Regions from separate parts of the Mus musculus genome. Here regions 2 and 3 are each linked to region 1. The links are chromatin contacts, called in public Hi-C maps. All regions are on one chromosome and are shown on one strand. Each heading gives the region's core, a stretch centred on a gene start, on an enhancer-like site or on the middle of the called end of the contact. The rest is flanking DNA. Distances are from core to core; before and after follow the strand shown. Region 1 overlaps 5730522E02Rik (RIKEN cDNA 5730522E02 gene). Region 2 overlaps 5730522E02Rik (RIKEN cDNA 5730522E02 gene). Region 3 overlaps 5730522E02Rik (RIKEN cDNA 5730522E02 gene).

Evidence for each region. Hi-C and Micro-C count contacts between places; a contact is called where the count stands out from the background.
Region 2: a contact with region 1 is called in a Hi-C map of cortical neurons, with 1.9 times the contacts expected there. The contact joins two enhancer-like sites. A contact is called at or near these places in 1 of 39 promoter capture datasets (hippocampal neurons), 15 of 484 Hi-C or Micro-C datasets (cerebral cortex, cortical neurons, cumulus cells and 5 more), 1 of 115 datasets of contacts at active chromatin or transcription factors (embryonic limb bud) and 2 of 9 other capture datasets (adipose tissue and pancreatic islet).
Region 3: a contact with region 1 is called in a Hi-C map of forebrain, with 2.5 times the contacts expected there. The contact joins two enhancer-like sites. A contact is called at or near these places in 7 of 484 Hi-C or Micro-C datasets (the AML12 cell line, cerebellar granule neurons, cerebral cortex and 4 more) and 2 of 115 datasets of contacts at active chromatin or transcription factors (embryonic forebrain and neural progenitor cells).

The regions. Positions count from the first base shown.
Region 1 is chr11:25,853,084-25,858,079 of GRCm38.p6, reverse strand. All of the region lies in intron 2 of 5730522E02Rik (RIKEN cDNA 5730522E02 gene), which reads left to right. Among named protein-coding and RNA genes, the nearest start is that of Gm51856, 72 kb to the right of the region's middle. Within about 2 kb of position 2,154, at least 26 of the 459 cell types and tissues checked have an H3K27ac peak or open chromatin away from gene starts, as enhancers often do. A contact at or near this core is called in cortical neurons, forebrain and hippocampal neurons, where this site is marked.
Region 2 is chr11:25,643,368-25,648,363 of GRCm38.p6, reverse strand. 5730522E02Rik (RIKEN cDNA 5730522E02 gene) reads left to right here. Exons shown (of 6, transcript NR_027973.1): 4 at 204-352. Among named protein-coding and RNA genes, the nearest start is that of Gm23514, 39 kb to the left of the region's middle. Within about 2 kb of position 2,808, at least 15 of the 459 cell types and tissues checked have an H3K27ac peak or open chromatin away from gene starts, as enhancers often do. A contact at or near this core is called in cortical neurons, forebrain and hippocampal neurons, where this site is marked.
Region 3 is chr11:25,708,688-25,713,683 of GRCm38.p6, reverse strand. All of the region lies in intron 2 of 5730522E02Rik (RIKEN cDNA 5730522E02 gene), which reads left to right. Among named protein-coding and RNA genes, the nearest start is that of Gm23514, 26 kb to the right of the region's middle. Within about 2 kb of position 2,828, at least 9 of the 459 cell types and tissues checked have an H3K27ac peak or open chromatin away from gene starts, as enhancers often do. A contact at or near this core is called in cortical neurons and forebrain, where this site is marked.

The sequences.
Region 1 (4,996 bases), core at 905-3,404:
GGGCAGTTTTATTAAATTTCGTTTGGATTTTCTTTGATTGCTTGTCCAGGAGAGTTTAACGCATGCTGTTTATACAAGTGAAGACTGACTGGATCACCCATCCCCATTTAGTGTTATTAGAAGCCTTGTTGTTGCAGGGTACAAGATTTGACTCCTATAGAGCCTACAAGGCCAGTTGTTGGGCTGTAGCATTTGATTACAATATAGATTAATAATGTGTCCATCACAGATACATCATGCACTAAGAGATAAAGAACATCTGATACTGAGAAATAAAATCTGCCTTCGGTAAATTACATAGAAAAATTACACAGTACATTTAAATTACCATTTGCTTAGCAACGTGCCCTTGTAGCCATTCCAGTGGGGCTATAAAATGATCGATTTACTTTAATTTTCTACTGAATCCTAAAAAAAAAAAAATAAAAAATGGCTATCAGTAACCTATCCCTTCATCATAGCATGCTGATTCACTCTGTGTATTAAATTTACTGGCAAGAAGCAAGACGTTAACAAAAAGTAACAGATAATGTGAACATTTCATGCATAATCTGTAATATGAGATATGTATTAATAGGGAAATTATGATGCATTCAATTATTCTGAAATGCCTTCCAGAGATGTTTTGATTTGGCTGCGCTGGGATAGTAGCAGCACAGCAGGGAGCGTCTCAAGTGATGAATAACCTAATCTCCTAATCTCAAAATGGGCACTGTTCACAGCTAGCCAGGGAGAGGCTAGTGGGAGAAACTGCACTTTGCAGGCACTGCCACTAAGATGAATCTAGCAAAAATAACGATTCTTACAACAACAACAACAACAACAACAGAAGCAGCAGCAGCAACAACAGCAACAACAACACAGCCAGCAGTGCATCTTGCCTCCTTGCAACCTAGCCTTCTCAAAATTAAGAAACGAAATGCACATTTGTAATGAGCACTCTTTCGTCCCTTGTGGTTGCTCCAGTCTATATTCTGAGTGGCACCTCTCCACTCTCCACTGCAAAACTTAGAAGACAAAAGGCTATAAAAAACGATGGCACTCACATTAGTGCTGTTAGGACTTGGGTGTTTATGAGACATTATGCATGCACAAGAACCCGTACTAATTTGCCACGTTTCGTGCACACCTGGGATGATCTTTTCCACGTACACATTTGTTCTCCCCTCTCCCCAATGTCTGAAGAAAGCCCATCACAAGAAACTGTTCATTTTCTAGCGTAAGCCCTGGGCTCTATAAGACTTCCTGGGTGTAATTAAGCGGCTGCGTTTACTTCTTGGTGTGGGGAACAATGGTCTGACTCCTTGAAGAGGTCAAGCGGGATTTATTTTATTGTGTACAGAGTCGGAGCAGTGGAGGATGTGTCATCACAGTACGTGGACATTCCTTTGCCATTTCTGTGCACACATCCATCCATCCCCAATGTCAGGTCTAGATTGTAAATTAATTTTTCCTCTCTGATTTACTCCTTTCTGGAGATCATTGCTACAATACTATTAGGTAATACTCTGCTGCAAGGAAAATAAGTCCCGAGAAAAATATGCAGTGTGTGTATGCCTTCCCCCGCCCTCAAATTACTTGATTGCAGCAGGTTCACTTTTTGATTAATGCAATTTTGCATAAGGTAATATGACACGAGTGTATTGCTTTTCAGTAATTATTCAGTGGAGTTAATATGGCAGACTTCTTGAAGAAAAATTAGTACCATGGCGTCTCATTTCTCTAAATCCCCAGCACTGTTCAGTAGGGTAACAATAATAATTATGTATAAATAAATAAATTTCTTTTATCAATGTTCACTTGGATCGGAAACAACGGGCAGCTTCCTCCCCAACCAGAGCTCTAGCGGCTATACTTTTTAATTAGCAGTGTTCCAAGGGGCAGGGATGAGTCCAAGCGCAGCTTTGTCATGCTGCAGTTTGGGAGACTGACACAGTGGTTTTTATAACAAGGATCTTTGCAGTCTAATCATCGTGTGAAATTATGTGCGCATGTTGCCTTTCTCTTTCCCGGCTACCTTTGGATTAGAGCCTAAAACCAAGAAGCAAAGGCAGTAGACTGCTCTTGCAAAGCAGCCTGCTCTCCTTTAGGTCTGGTTTCATGTGAGCAACACTTCAACCCGGCAAGACACTGTTCTGTTTAACTAGCCCTTGCTCACGGGTCCCAAGCCTGCTATTACATTTCCTTGCCCGTGATACATGCTTCACAGTGCGCTCTTCTCGCTAATCATGGTTTAGCAAACAAGGAAGGAGAGGGCCCCATTTTATGAAACTTTCTGATGAGTGATGTTCAGTTTATTTCAGTCTTTAGTGTACTAGAATGTACAATTGCTCTAAAGATAAATAAAAGATTCAGCCGAGTGCCACTGGAGAGCCGCGCAGCATGTCTCTGGCATGGCTTGAGACTTATCTGATTTGGATTTGTATACCTCATGGGGAATGGCAAAATATTGGAACAGACGGCTTGATATTTCCGAAGAATATAGTGGGCTTTATTAGCACCAGTTTCACTCCCTGACTGACGGCTTTTTCAAATTTTTTATCTTATTAATCCGTGCTACTGTATGTAAATGTTATTCCTCTCTGCATAAGGGAGGCAACCAGCGATTTGTAATAAATGCCTATGAGTGCCTGAGGCTACACTTAAACTTTAAAACATCTATTATTAAGTTGCAAAAAACCACTGTAATGGCCAATAGTGACCTCACAGGAATTTTAAACTGTGGTCTGCTCTTCTGCATTAAAAACAAAACAAAAAAAAAATTGCCTCCAGTTAGAATTATGAGCAACGCTATTTTAACAGCTGCATTTTGATTATTAAAGTGTGTTTTACAACTGAATTACAATGCTTTTATGGACTCTAGGTATAAGATTTTAAAAGGTCATTAAACATAGTCGGGTTTTGTCACAGTGGGTGTCACTGTGTACAATGGACACTACACAATCTATTTTATGTCACCACACTTAGGATTTCAAATAGGATTCAAGAACATTGTAGTTTGTTTAACCATTTAGATGGCTACAGACCTCTCAAAGACAGTGACAGTTTGCAGTTGGAGATGACTACTTCCATTATTATTTTATTAATTTGACAAGAAGTCCTACAGATTTTCAGTGTATCACTGATCCATTTGTCCCAGAAATAATTAAAATCGCAGCCTGGAGCAACAGACAACAGATCCACTCTGGCAAATTAATGTTCAAAAATACATCACTTGTACTGTAGCCAACTCTTTAGTCCTGTGACACTTGTCCATTTTCTCCCTCTGATCATATGTGGGCTCGGTGACAATAGATATTGACCTCAAGTGTAGATTTTCCAAATGCAGGGTCTTACACGCATTGATCCATTATGTCGTGTGCTGGATACTGTATGCAATGTTTACATCTCTAGACACAGAATCCAGAATGGAGTTGCAGAGATTTCTCAGGACCCCCACAGGCAGCTCAGCAAAGCAGCAAACATGAACTTCAGTTTGCCTGGACCCTGCCCGCTAAGCTACTTCCCTGTCAATTTTTAATTTTCTTTTCATTAATTTAGCATCATTGTATGCCTATGCTGGAGTCTGTGCCATTGGTGGCACTGGTTTCTGGGCGCCTGCTTGTCGATGGGGACATGGGGATGGGGTGTGATAAGGAACACAGAATCCTCCAAATATTTGACAGAATGTCACAAAGGATTGTATTTGCATGTACTCGGCTGGTAGGACATGATGATTAGTGTGCGGTGCGTTGCTGGCTCTGCGTATTCAGCTCAGACGGCTCAGATCGTCTACATAGCTTTGAATAGTGTATATGTACTTTGAACATATCTGTGACGAGCAAAGCTGTCACTCTGTTGAAAAAAAAAATGTAGCTGCAGAATTGACAATACCAGTTTAATTTTTTTTAAAAAAGGAGGACATCTCCTAAATAATTATTATCATGCTAATAGCATTTGTATTCTTTTGTGTATAATTAAGATCTGCCTGTCTAAGCATGAAATGGAGTTGAGATCATGAATGAGGGTGCTATCCTTAACCTATTTAGTAAATCAGTTTTAATTTGGCTTTCTTTAGGTAGAATCATAACAAGAGTCTGTTGTATAAAAAAAGAATCTACAGTTTATGGCAGTAAACAGTCATAGAAATATAATATTTAGCAAAACTCCCCATGAAATTAAGGAAGCCCCTCTTGTGAACACTATGTTGAATAAAAAACAATTCAACAATTATAGATATCTCTTATCTTATTAACCCTTTGTTTCTCAGAGTGATAAATGCTGGAGCTGTTCTTCTTCTGACCTCTTTAGTTTGGGGATGTGATTCTTTTTTCTTTTTAGGTAATAGAAATTAGTTTGATATTCATATTCCACTTACTTCCAAGAGAATTTGAGGCAGAAAATAGGCTAAAATACAGTGGAAAAAGAAGGCATTTCAGTTTAGAGCATAACAGGTTATGTAATTTAATAATCACAAACTGGTTTGGAATACTGTGCTGTTTTGTTCTCTTAGAAATAGTAATATCTGTTTTTGGTGCTTTTCCCCCCCCTTCTGTAATTTCATGGTTAATACCTAGGCAGGCAATTATGCTAAAAGAAATTATCCTTGTCGTTTGGCAAGAGGTATTTCTTTATCTTCAGGGTACTCAGGCTTCTTAAACCTATCCCTTCTCCTCCCCAACTCGAGTGTGAGCATTTGCATGCTGTGATTTATAAGGTGATCAGAAAACACCTCTATTTATCAATTATGAGGGAGCATAGGCTGCTTGGAACTGATCAAGCAGCCTCCTTGGCGAGAGGACCCTCTGAGGGGGCGGGGCAGGGGAGAGGGGACTGGAAGGAGAGAGTGAATGGCAACAGGAGGGAGTGGGGGCTGCCTTGATGTGTCTGCTTTGTTTGCCTGCTGAGACCCACTTGCCAGGCTTCCCACAGCTTTTCTGGTGTTGTGCACACAGGCGGGCCCCTGCCATTTGATTTTTTCCATCCATATTTTTGGTGATCACACTGTTTTTCTATG
Region 2 (4,996 bases), core at 1,559-4,058, 210 kb after region 1:
CTTGTCCCTTCCCAAGCCTATCTTCCCCTAATGCCCCAGCTGTTCACCTCACTCTCTACTCCCTTGTAGATCATGGATTTCTGTTCTCTAAAAGCAAAGGATAAGTCAAAAGGCATTTAAAATGATAAATGATAAAAATCTTGATTCATCTGGGCTTACCTTGGGATCAAACTGAGTTTGACATTGTTTGCTTGTTTGAACAGTATCTCACTGTGTCCTGGCTGTCCTGGAATTTGCCATGTAGAAGAGAATGGCCTGAAACTCACAGAGATCAATTCCCCTGCCTCTGCCCCGACTCTCCAAATACTGAGATTAAAGGTGTGTGGTTCCACATCTGGCCTCAAAGTGTTATGTAAGTATTATTTCTAGGGAAAAATTATTTATAAATTCTGACATACTTTTTCAATTAGCCACTTTTCCCTTTAGGGCTGGTTCTGTGAGGTTTGCTGTGTAAATCCAAAATAGTTTATATCTACTAGAAAGTAGATTTCAAACAACTTATGAGTTCTAGCATACAATTTAGAAGATTTTTCATAATAATAACAAAATTTAAAACTTCATATGCTCAAAACAAATACTATAATATTCTCAAAGATTTACTCAATTGGAGGTTTTGGAATTTTAATTGGAAGTGCCAAATTAATGATAAAATTATAAAAGAAGTATGGATTTTAGTAGATATATTTGCAATGGACCACTTTAAGCTCCCTCTCTCCATTTGTTTGGCCCTAACATGTATTATTTTATAAACCCGAGTTTTCTCTTGCAAACTTTTATTATGTCACTTAAAAGGTCATGTGTTTTATCTTTAATTTTTTATTAGATATTTTCTTTATTTACATTTCAAATGTTATTCTCTTTCCTAGTTTCCCCTCTGGAAACCCTCTCCCCCTTACCCCCCTCCCCCTTCTCACCAACCCACCCACTCCCTTCTTCTTGGCCCGGGCATTCCTCTATGCTGGGGCATATAACCTTCACAGGACCAAGGTATCTTTAATTTTTAAGTAAAAGTTTCCATTAAATTCATATGTATGTATGTATGTATTGTATTGTATAAATATGTATTTTCCAACAGAATTGAAAAATTAAAAGTGACGGACCAGAACAATGCCTGCTTCCATTCGTTATACTTCTGAAACAAAGTAAATAATTGGACTTTATTATTTCCAGTAAAACTCAGCTTTCGTATTTGAAGAATAATTACATTAACTTTTGTGACCTAAAGTTCTGCCTTTTTATAGTTATTGAGGCGACATTAACATTTTGTTACATTCTAGTTCTGGAGAGTAAAAATTGATAAAGTGTCTTTCCTCCTCTGTTCACAGCTTAGCATAGGCTTAAGGGACCTTAAAGTATACAGTTGTCAAAATGTACCTGAGACTTCTCAGTTCTATTAGAGCCACTTGTGATAGGTCAAATGAAAGGAGCCTTGCTCCTATGGGACTGGGAGAATTTCTCATGTCACTTTGAGGGGAAAAAAGGTAAAAAAAAAAAAAAAAAAAAGCCCTAATATATTACAGGGATGTTTCTTGCAATTAGAATAGCAAACACAGGTAGTGCAGGTTCAAAACTGCTTACCAAGTTGTTTATAGCTCTTTCCCATGGTCTCCCGAGGCCACGGAGACAAGGCTGTGGTGTGAGCTCTCTCCTCACACCGTAATGCACATTAACAGTGACACCTTGTTAAGGGTCCTTTTGTCACTTCCTTAGAATCATAGACATCCCACCCAATTAAAATTGTTCATTGTGAAAACCAAAGAAACCCAGCCCAGACAAGCCTCTCAGATGCTAGAAGCGAGTCTTGCTTAACTCAGCCACACAGTGGCTGCCTTGGCCCCCGGAAAATAAACATATCTTTTGCATATATGCTCTCATGGCTGCCAGCACTCTGCCAAGGAGAAGTGCTATTCTAAATGAAGATTCTTTCTGTATCAGCAGGAAGAATTTATATCCAGTCAGAGAGAAAGCGGAGAGCAGCTCTTGTTGTTCGTCACATTTTAGTGCAGGGAAGTGCTTTGCCCTAAAGGTGCCAGGTAAAGAGAATTGCCAAGTAAAGAAAATTTATTGAATGCGTTTTCCAAAAGAGAAGTATATCTGACATTTTTGTTTCTAGGGTCTCAGAAAAAAATAACTCTCCTTAGTCCTTATACCAAGGAAGGACAAGCATAAAGGAAATAGCAGTTTCATTCTGTCTTGGAACGCATGCACATAAATGTTTTCTATTTAATCATCTGTAATTATCTTAAGCTTCTCTTTATTCAGATGTCTGTCTGCGCCACACCCCAGAATACTAAACTTACTGAGTCCCTCTTTCTGTGCCTTCTCCTTTAGGGGAGCCACAAATTGTGAGTCCACACATCTGCCCCTTCCCCACTCCCACCCCCACACTTTAGAGTAGCATTCCCCAAGGAACCCAGTCAAATTTGCCTGTCTTAAAAGCCCGTGGGGTCTATGACCATTCCGAGGGTGGATGTACACTCTTCACATGACTTTGACAAACACTAAGGGTCACTGGGACATTCCATCCTTTCAGCCCTCCTCAGCAGGTTACCCTTTATTTGATGTGGTTACAGGAATCCTTCCTCGCTGTTGAAAGTGATCTTTGAAGTGAACATTTTGTCTATTCTGGAACTTTAGAAATTTGGGGCTTGAGTGAAAACAACAAACAAGCCACAACAACAAAAACCAAAACAGCAAGACAACAAAAGGGATCCATCGAATAAAATAACACCTAGTTTGAGATCCGATTCCCTCTTGCTTCGCGGAAAGGGTGCTTCTCTCTCTGGTCGGAGCACGGAGACTCCAGCTCTCTGTTCTGACTTGGTCAGGAACAAGGCGAAAGATTCCACCTCTGGGCAGGTACAATATGTTAGCTAGGGAAGGGCTGCTCCTGTGGAAGGATGACAACAATTAGCACATGCTACTCATTAACAAACGGAGATTAGAACGCAGCCGAAATGGCAAGCTGCCATCAGCGCGCGGTAGTTACGGGGCAGTTTAATTTCTAACGAATGTGAGCGCTGGATCAGTAACAATATTCGACAAAACGCCGCCTGCATTCTCTTATGGCTTTCATTACCAAATTGAAAATCTGTGTAGATTTCTGAAAATTACTTTTAAATGTAGCCAATCTCCTAGACTGCAAGGCTTGATTTGCTGGTGAGGGAGCCCTGCTGTGAGATTTTAATGAAAGATCATAGTGGCCCTCCAAGGCCGGCAAAGAGCTATGGGCCCTGGAAGACCCGAAATAATCTGTTTTACTTTTAATGGCAGCCATTTTATATTCATTAAGATCAAAATGCAGTTTTGCAGGCAAATTGCAAAGCTGTTCCACTCACAGCTTGAGAACCTGGAGGCCCTACAGCTTTTTATCTTGTTCATAAGCAAATATGCAGTTAATATCTTTTAATATGCTTTGATGCTTGCTACCTTATGGGTACATTGTACCAGAGGTTAGGGAACTGCATGTTTCCTTGGCACAGTCAGCTCGAACTAAAGCCACCGTCCTTTTATTTCCATAATGGTAGAAGAAATGAGTCTCTTTTTATCCCCCTCCCCATTTTTTTTAAATGCAAGCTCTGCTCAAATAAATTGTAAAGCACCGTATAGTGTACATTCAGGGTCTCAGTGAAAGCACAGTTTTTCTCTGGGATCCATCTGTTGGTGGTTTGTATTATTTAAATTTATACAGTCACATTATTTGAATGTAAACAGCCAAATAAGATAGGATCAAATCATTGGCATCTGGAAACGGCTCTCATCCTCTTTGATTGTGAGGTTGTCTGCATTAATAACGGCGTTCTAAAGGCTGTGATTCCACCTGATATACCGTATGACCCTAGCAGTTGTGATCTTATCAGGGTTTTAGTGTAGTAGAAAATGAAGGTATTTTGCAGCTCATTTCCAGCAAAGCTAGTTTGCATTATCTGCTGTCCAGAACAGTCCTGCTTGTTGGGTGCCTTATAAAACACCTCCATACCCTTTCTGATTTGCAGTTGTACTTCCGGTCTAGAATCATGTTGTAGATTAATTTCCATCAGACTTCTTATAGAAAGCAAATGACATTATGCTGAATGGGGGGAGGGGGCGGTGGCAGGGAAACAGGGAGGAAGAGAGAGAGGGGGTGGGGGGGAAAGAGGGAGGGAGAGAGGGAGGGAGGGGAAGGAAGATGGAGATAAACCTTCCTTACCCAGTATATTCAGTTGCTATCTCTGAGACAAGAGCAAACGTTGGTCCCAGGGTTGTTACCACTCTGCCCTTTATTCCATCTTACTTACACCATCAGCAGTAGGTCAGGAGTACACATTGCTGTTTAGAATTATATAACTAGCTGATAGCTGTAGAACTAAAACTCAGGGTCCTTTTGGGGTAGAAAAGGAAGCAACTAAGTCAAGGACAAACCACTCAAGACTTAGTGCATAGACCAACTAGAATGACAAAGAGACTTTTGCTCTGCTACTCAATGACTTGGGATTTAGAAGGCACTTTGGGCCTTGGAGACCTAGCTGGAGCAAGGATAGGAGGATCTAAGGCAACTTTTGTGGCTAGAGGGAGGCAGTCCTGCTTTATCCTGAAGAAGCATTCCTTGTGATGTGGCAGCTACCTCTGCCATCTCAACAAGAACTACAGAACTGCAGGACAGCTCGTTGAAGAACCCGAGCCAACTCCTTTATGAAAACTAGCATTCATTGTGTCCTCTGGAAAAACTAAAACAACTCCCTGGAAAGGAAGGCCAGGGTCTTCTCTAACTCCTAGGCACCCAACCTTGGTTCCTCATCATACCTCACAGCAAGTTCTCACACAGGATGACATGTTTGCACATCCTTGTGAGACATCATTGCTTCTCTGCAGTCCTTAGAATACAAGCTTCCAGGTTCGGTGAGGAAATTTTATAGCCCCTCTCCCAGCGTCTCTGGGAGGGATCAAGGTATCTGGCCTGCCAAAGCACAATTGAACAGGCTTCTGAAAACACTCCAAAAGCAGACAGAAATGTGTG
Region 3 (4,996 bases), core at 1,579-4,078, 150 kb after region 1:
GGTGGGGCCATCTCAGGGCTGGTAGTCTTGGGTTCTGTAAGAGAGCAGGCTGAGCAAGCCAGAGGAGGCAAGCTAGTAAGGAACATCCCTCCATGGCCTCTGCATCAGCTCCTGCTTCCTGACCTGCCTGAGTTCCAGTCCTGACTTCCTTTGGTGATGAACAGCAGCATGGAAGTGTAAGCCGAATTAACCCTTTCCTCCCCAGCTTGCTTCTTGGTCATGATGTTTGTGCAGGAATAGAGACCCTGACTAAGACAGTAGGCAAGTGTGGGCTGGAATCTAGCCCTGCTGCTGCTTGCCAAGCTGTATGCCCCAGGCTGGGTCTGCATTGGGCAGAGGAAAGGGCCTTTCTGCAATGCATCTGCCAGGGTGGAATAGCATTTTGTTACTTGCACAAAGAAGCCCTGTGTTCTAGAGTTGGCCTTGGCTGAAAATAATATTGGGTTGGTCGTGTCTTGTCCTATCACTACAATGGACCAATCCTGCACCCCACTAACCCATGAATGGGAAGAGGAATGAGCATTCTGATGTTGGTATATTTTATTAGAAACCAAGAGAAGGTGGCATCCTCTGCAGTCTTCCTTTAGGAAACCAGGAGTCTTCAGGGAGTACATCTTTGGGTTGATATGGAAATTAGGAGGGACAGCAGAGAGGCCTAACCTAATCTGGTGATTTAAACCTGAGTCTAGTTCCAGAGATCTCTGATGCTCATCTTCCTGAGCCTTGCTTTCTTCCATAATATAGGTATTAATTCTTTTAGGATCTCAAAAAATAAAGCTTGATCATATCCATTCCTAACTCTTAACTTATCCTAGATCTGTCCCTTTTCTCTGTCATTCCAACCACAATTAATAACCCATTGACTACAATTTGCCATGTCCATATACTTCTGAATATGGAACCATCCACTGGAGTGTAGTCCTCCTATCAAGAGCCAAGCTCTGGAAGAAAGCTCACTCTTTCTTCCTTAGAAGCCATCAATTTTCAGTTACAGATGGGAGCTCATGAATTGCTTCCCAATCGATAGTAGACACTTGATTGAGTTGACCATATGAAGGCAGCCACAACTGCTAGGAGTTCATGGGGAAAACAGTCTCATCATGTGCAGAAAAGTCTGCTTTGTTCCATTCCTTCCTAATGTCTGTCTCTAACCAATTAATGAAAGAAAGAAGATGGATGGATTTTAGATGATAGTTCCAGAAGTTTCCATCTGTGGTTGTTTTTTCTCACAACTTGGACATTGCATTTATATTTACAAACTGCACTATGATATACATCCACAATGGTTAAACCATAGGAAAAAAGGAGAAAGAAAAGAGCTCTATTCATGCTTGAAATTATCCAGTACCTGTGAACTTGTTGGTGGATTTAGCTATTTGCTATAAGGTTCAAATTACTCTGTAGTGTGATCTCCAAGGCTTGCTGATCAGTATGAAAAAAAGTGGTGGTGTTATAGTGCCCAAGTCTTGCCCAATGTCCTAGAAAGAGGCATTTGTCCTCTAAGGAAGAAAGAGTGAGCTTTCTTCCAGGGCTTGGCTCTTGATAGGAGGACCACACACACTCCTCATTTGTCCTAAGATAGCAGAGAGGGATATTTGGCTGTGTTCATAGATTGGATATTTTTAATAGAGAGGGTCTCAGTAGGAGGACCTTGATACCTTAGTGATACCAAGGCTACTACTAGAAAAGTCCAAGGTTTTGAGGAACAGAAAATTTTAATTTTTTCAGGACTAGCAACAAGATACTTCTATACAGAAGCTCTCTTTTTATTCTCTGTGGTTCCATCCCAATCTTCTCTCCTTAGGGACAAGTGCTTTTGTGGTTGTCCTTGTTGTTGCTGCAGCCACTGCTGCTGTTGTGTTTGTGTGTTTTTCATTTGTAAATCAGACAAGCATGATTTAAGGCTTTAAGTACAGTCTTTGTAACTGGGCATTTGGTCAGTATTATTTTCTTTGAAAAAGAATTAAGACATTTTCCCCATTTATTTTCTGATACTAAGATGTTTGCAGTGTGTTACTTTCAGAGTCATGTAGGAATATTCTCTTTAGTCAAGCTTTAGTTTATGAGATGTGAATACCTACATACCCTTACTATTATTTTTATCTCCCATTGTTTTTAAATGGGCATGCTGTGGAAGCCAGACCAGTCATGTCGTGAGCTAAGCTGGACTGAATTGTTGATGGACAGAGAATGAGTTTACTAGGAGATTTATCCAATCCTTTTGAAAGCAGATTATGAGTGAGAACATAGGTAAAGATGAATCCATATATACTGCTCTTCTATATGTTCCTGTCACAAGCAAACACAACATCAGAAACTGCAGGGGAAGAATGCTTGTGTCTGATTGATGTCTATGCTCTAGACTCCGGACCACAGACACTAACTTTGCCTTGTCCTGAATCAGCCCCCATTCTCCCAAAGTAAATAGACTGAATTTCTTTTAGCTTTTTTTTTTTCAATTAGCTATCAAGATTTGAGGTGTCACCAAGTGTCCCCCAGGCATGGAAGGCCCCTCTCACAATGTCTGATGAGCATAAGCTTCCGCTGCCTTTTTACCAGCTCTCTGCTCTCCTATTAGTGCTCTCCAAGATAAATGCAGCCACACAAGCATTTTCTTCCTGGCTCCCACCACATTGTAGAGATGGCGGCGCTCCTGCCCTCTGTTTGTATATAGAACTGTCTGAAATGCATTTGGGATCTCTTGAGGTGAAAAGAGTTATATAAACAGAGAATGTTATTATGGATTCTTACTACAGATGGAAATGACTGGGTATTCTCAAAATAAATAACATTTCACATTTTTATAGATATGTAACATAATATGCATGTGTGTGTATTTATATGCTTTCCATCTTGAATACACAGCCTCTCCTTCCCCAGCACTTGGATAAGCCATTCATTTTGCCTCCTGCTTTTCTGATTCTCTTCTTAAGAATTCATTTAATTGTTGCCAGCGTTTGGAGAGTTAGGATGAAGCGGTTGTAGGCATCCTACTAGCTCCTGCCAGATAAGCAGCTACAGCAGTGAGGAGAGCTGAACACTGAAAACACTTAAGTTTTGTTTTTCCACTTCCCTCTAAAGAGAGATCAATCAGCTTGTGGCTCAGCATAATTACAAATGGAAGATCCTAGGAGATGTGCTGAGTTAACTTACTCACTGGGACGCCCCTAGGTCCAGAAGCTGCATGTTTGGATATGGTGGGTGTTCTTATCGCTCTAACCTTATTAAACCTGTTTGTTTTCTTTGAGTTCTGGAGGGCATAGCATGCCACCTCACATTTATATTGATCTGTTTCAGTAAACCAAACCAATCCAAAACAAAACAAAATTAAAAAACAAAACAAAACAAGTGAATAAGTAAATGAATGATAGAGTTATCCTTTTTAGAAAAGTTCCATCCCCACAAGGAAAATCTGAAGTATGGGATCCTATGCCCGAGATTTGCAGAAAAGAGCAAAGACACCAAAGATTTATTGAGAGCCAGAGAGAAGAAAGATTGGCATCTACAAGTCTAGGCAACACAAGGCAGACAACAGCTGGCTTTGCCAGCCCCACCTGGCTCCAGTACAGGACAGTCTAGCATCCTTGGCAGTGGCTGATGGGAGAGACAGACAGAAGCCAACTGCCCGGAGGCTGGCCAGTTCTGGTAGAGAAATGTATGAGGAAGGAGAGGTAACTGGGTGGTAAGGCCTCAGGCCCTCAGTATGGTGCAGAGAAAATGACTGACTTTTGGGAATTCGGTCCAATTAGTTCTCCTTTCACAGGCAGCCATCTGGAGATGTCTGCTAGGCGACTGAACCATAATTGGGAGGCAGACCCAAGTCACAAATTTCAATTTTTAAAAGGATTTGCTAAGATTTTTAGGTAAGATCCATAGAGTTCAGGGTATAGTATACAAACAGGGCTTTTGCTGGGTGCTGAGGTCTGAAGCAAAAGGGGACTAATTGTTGTAGCGAGTTGATGACACTGTGATGGTTAACCTTTAATGACCATGTCCTAGGTGCCAGAATCTACCACATGTGTCAGCCTGCTCCATCCTCAGAAGCTCTTCTAATGGAGCCATTGTTATCATTTCCAGTTTAAAACAAGGAAATCAAGTTTAGGAAGTTTAAGCAATGTGCTCAGGGTCACAGAAGTAGACAACTTAGTGGAGATTTGAAGACAAGCTGTTCAATTCCTAGCTTCCATCCTCAGCAAGCAAGACAAAGGAATGACTTTATGTTTCTAGAGTTCAGTGTTCCAGCAAGTCCAGCTGGTATGATGAAATTATGTCGTGATCATTAAACAGTTAATAGTCATGGTTATGTTGATACAGAGCTCCATCATAGTAGATTGCTCAAAAAAGCTAGGTTGATATATCATGTTTCAATGCTGAATTTCATTCCTGGCTTCCAACTCTCTTAATATTGAGAATTGACTGTACAACAACTTAACTTGTACTTTAAGAATTAGATATTTTAGATCCCACTCATAAGGATTTGGGGATGCAGCACTGTATAATAATGATATAGTAATATTAGATTATATAAAATTACTTTCTACAATAAAGTCACTATTTTTAATCCTTAAAATCATCTGCAAAATTATATTGGGTTCCTGATGAAACCCCATTGAGACTCTGTGATCTTCACAAATGTCAGAATTGGTAGCTTAGAGGAGCTGGGATTGGACCAGACATAGAATTTCTCTCAATGGAGTGCTTTATCCAATATGCCATCCATATTGTGCTATATGAAAAGACAGTGTATGGTGTAGTTACATGAGAGAACACATTTACTTTTATGCAGGAAGTTTATCTTCAAGAGCGGGAGCTAACATTCATTGAATGCTTCCGTCATGAACTGAGCATTTGTGTGCATTGGGTTTTTATTTAAAATTTGTGAAAACCAAGTTGAGCTCTTTGCATGGTTAGAACCATACTAAGAGACTTGGGGAAGAAATAGCCAGGCCAAGAAAAGGGAATAGCATGCCCTAAAGTATGGAAGAGTCAAACATTA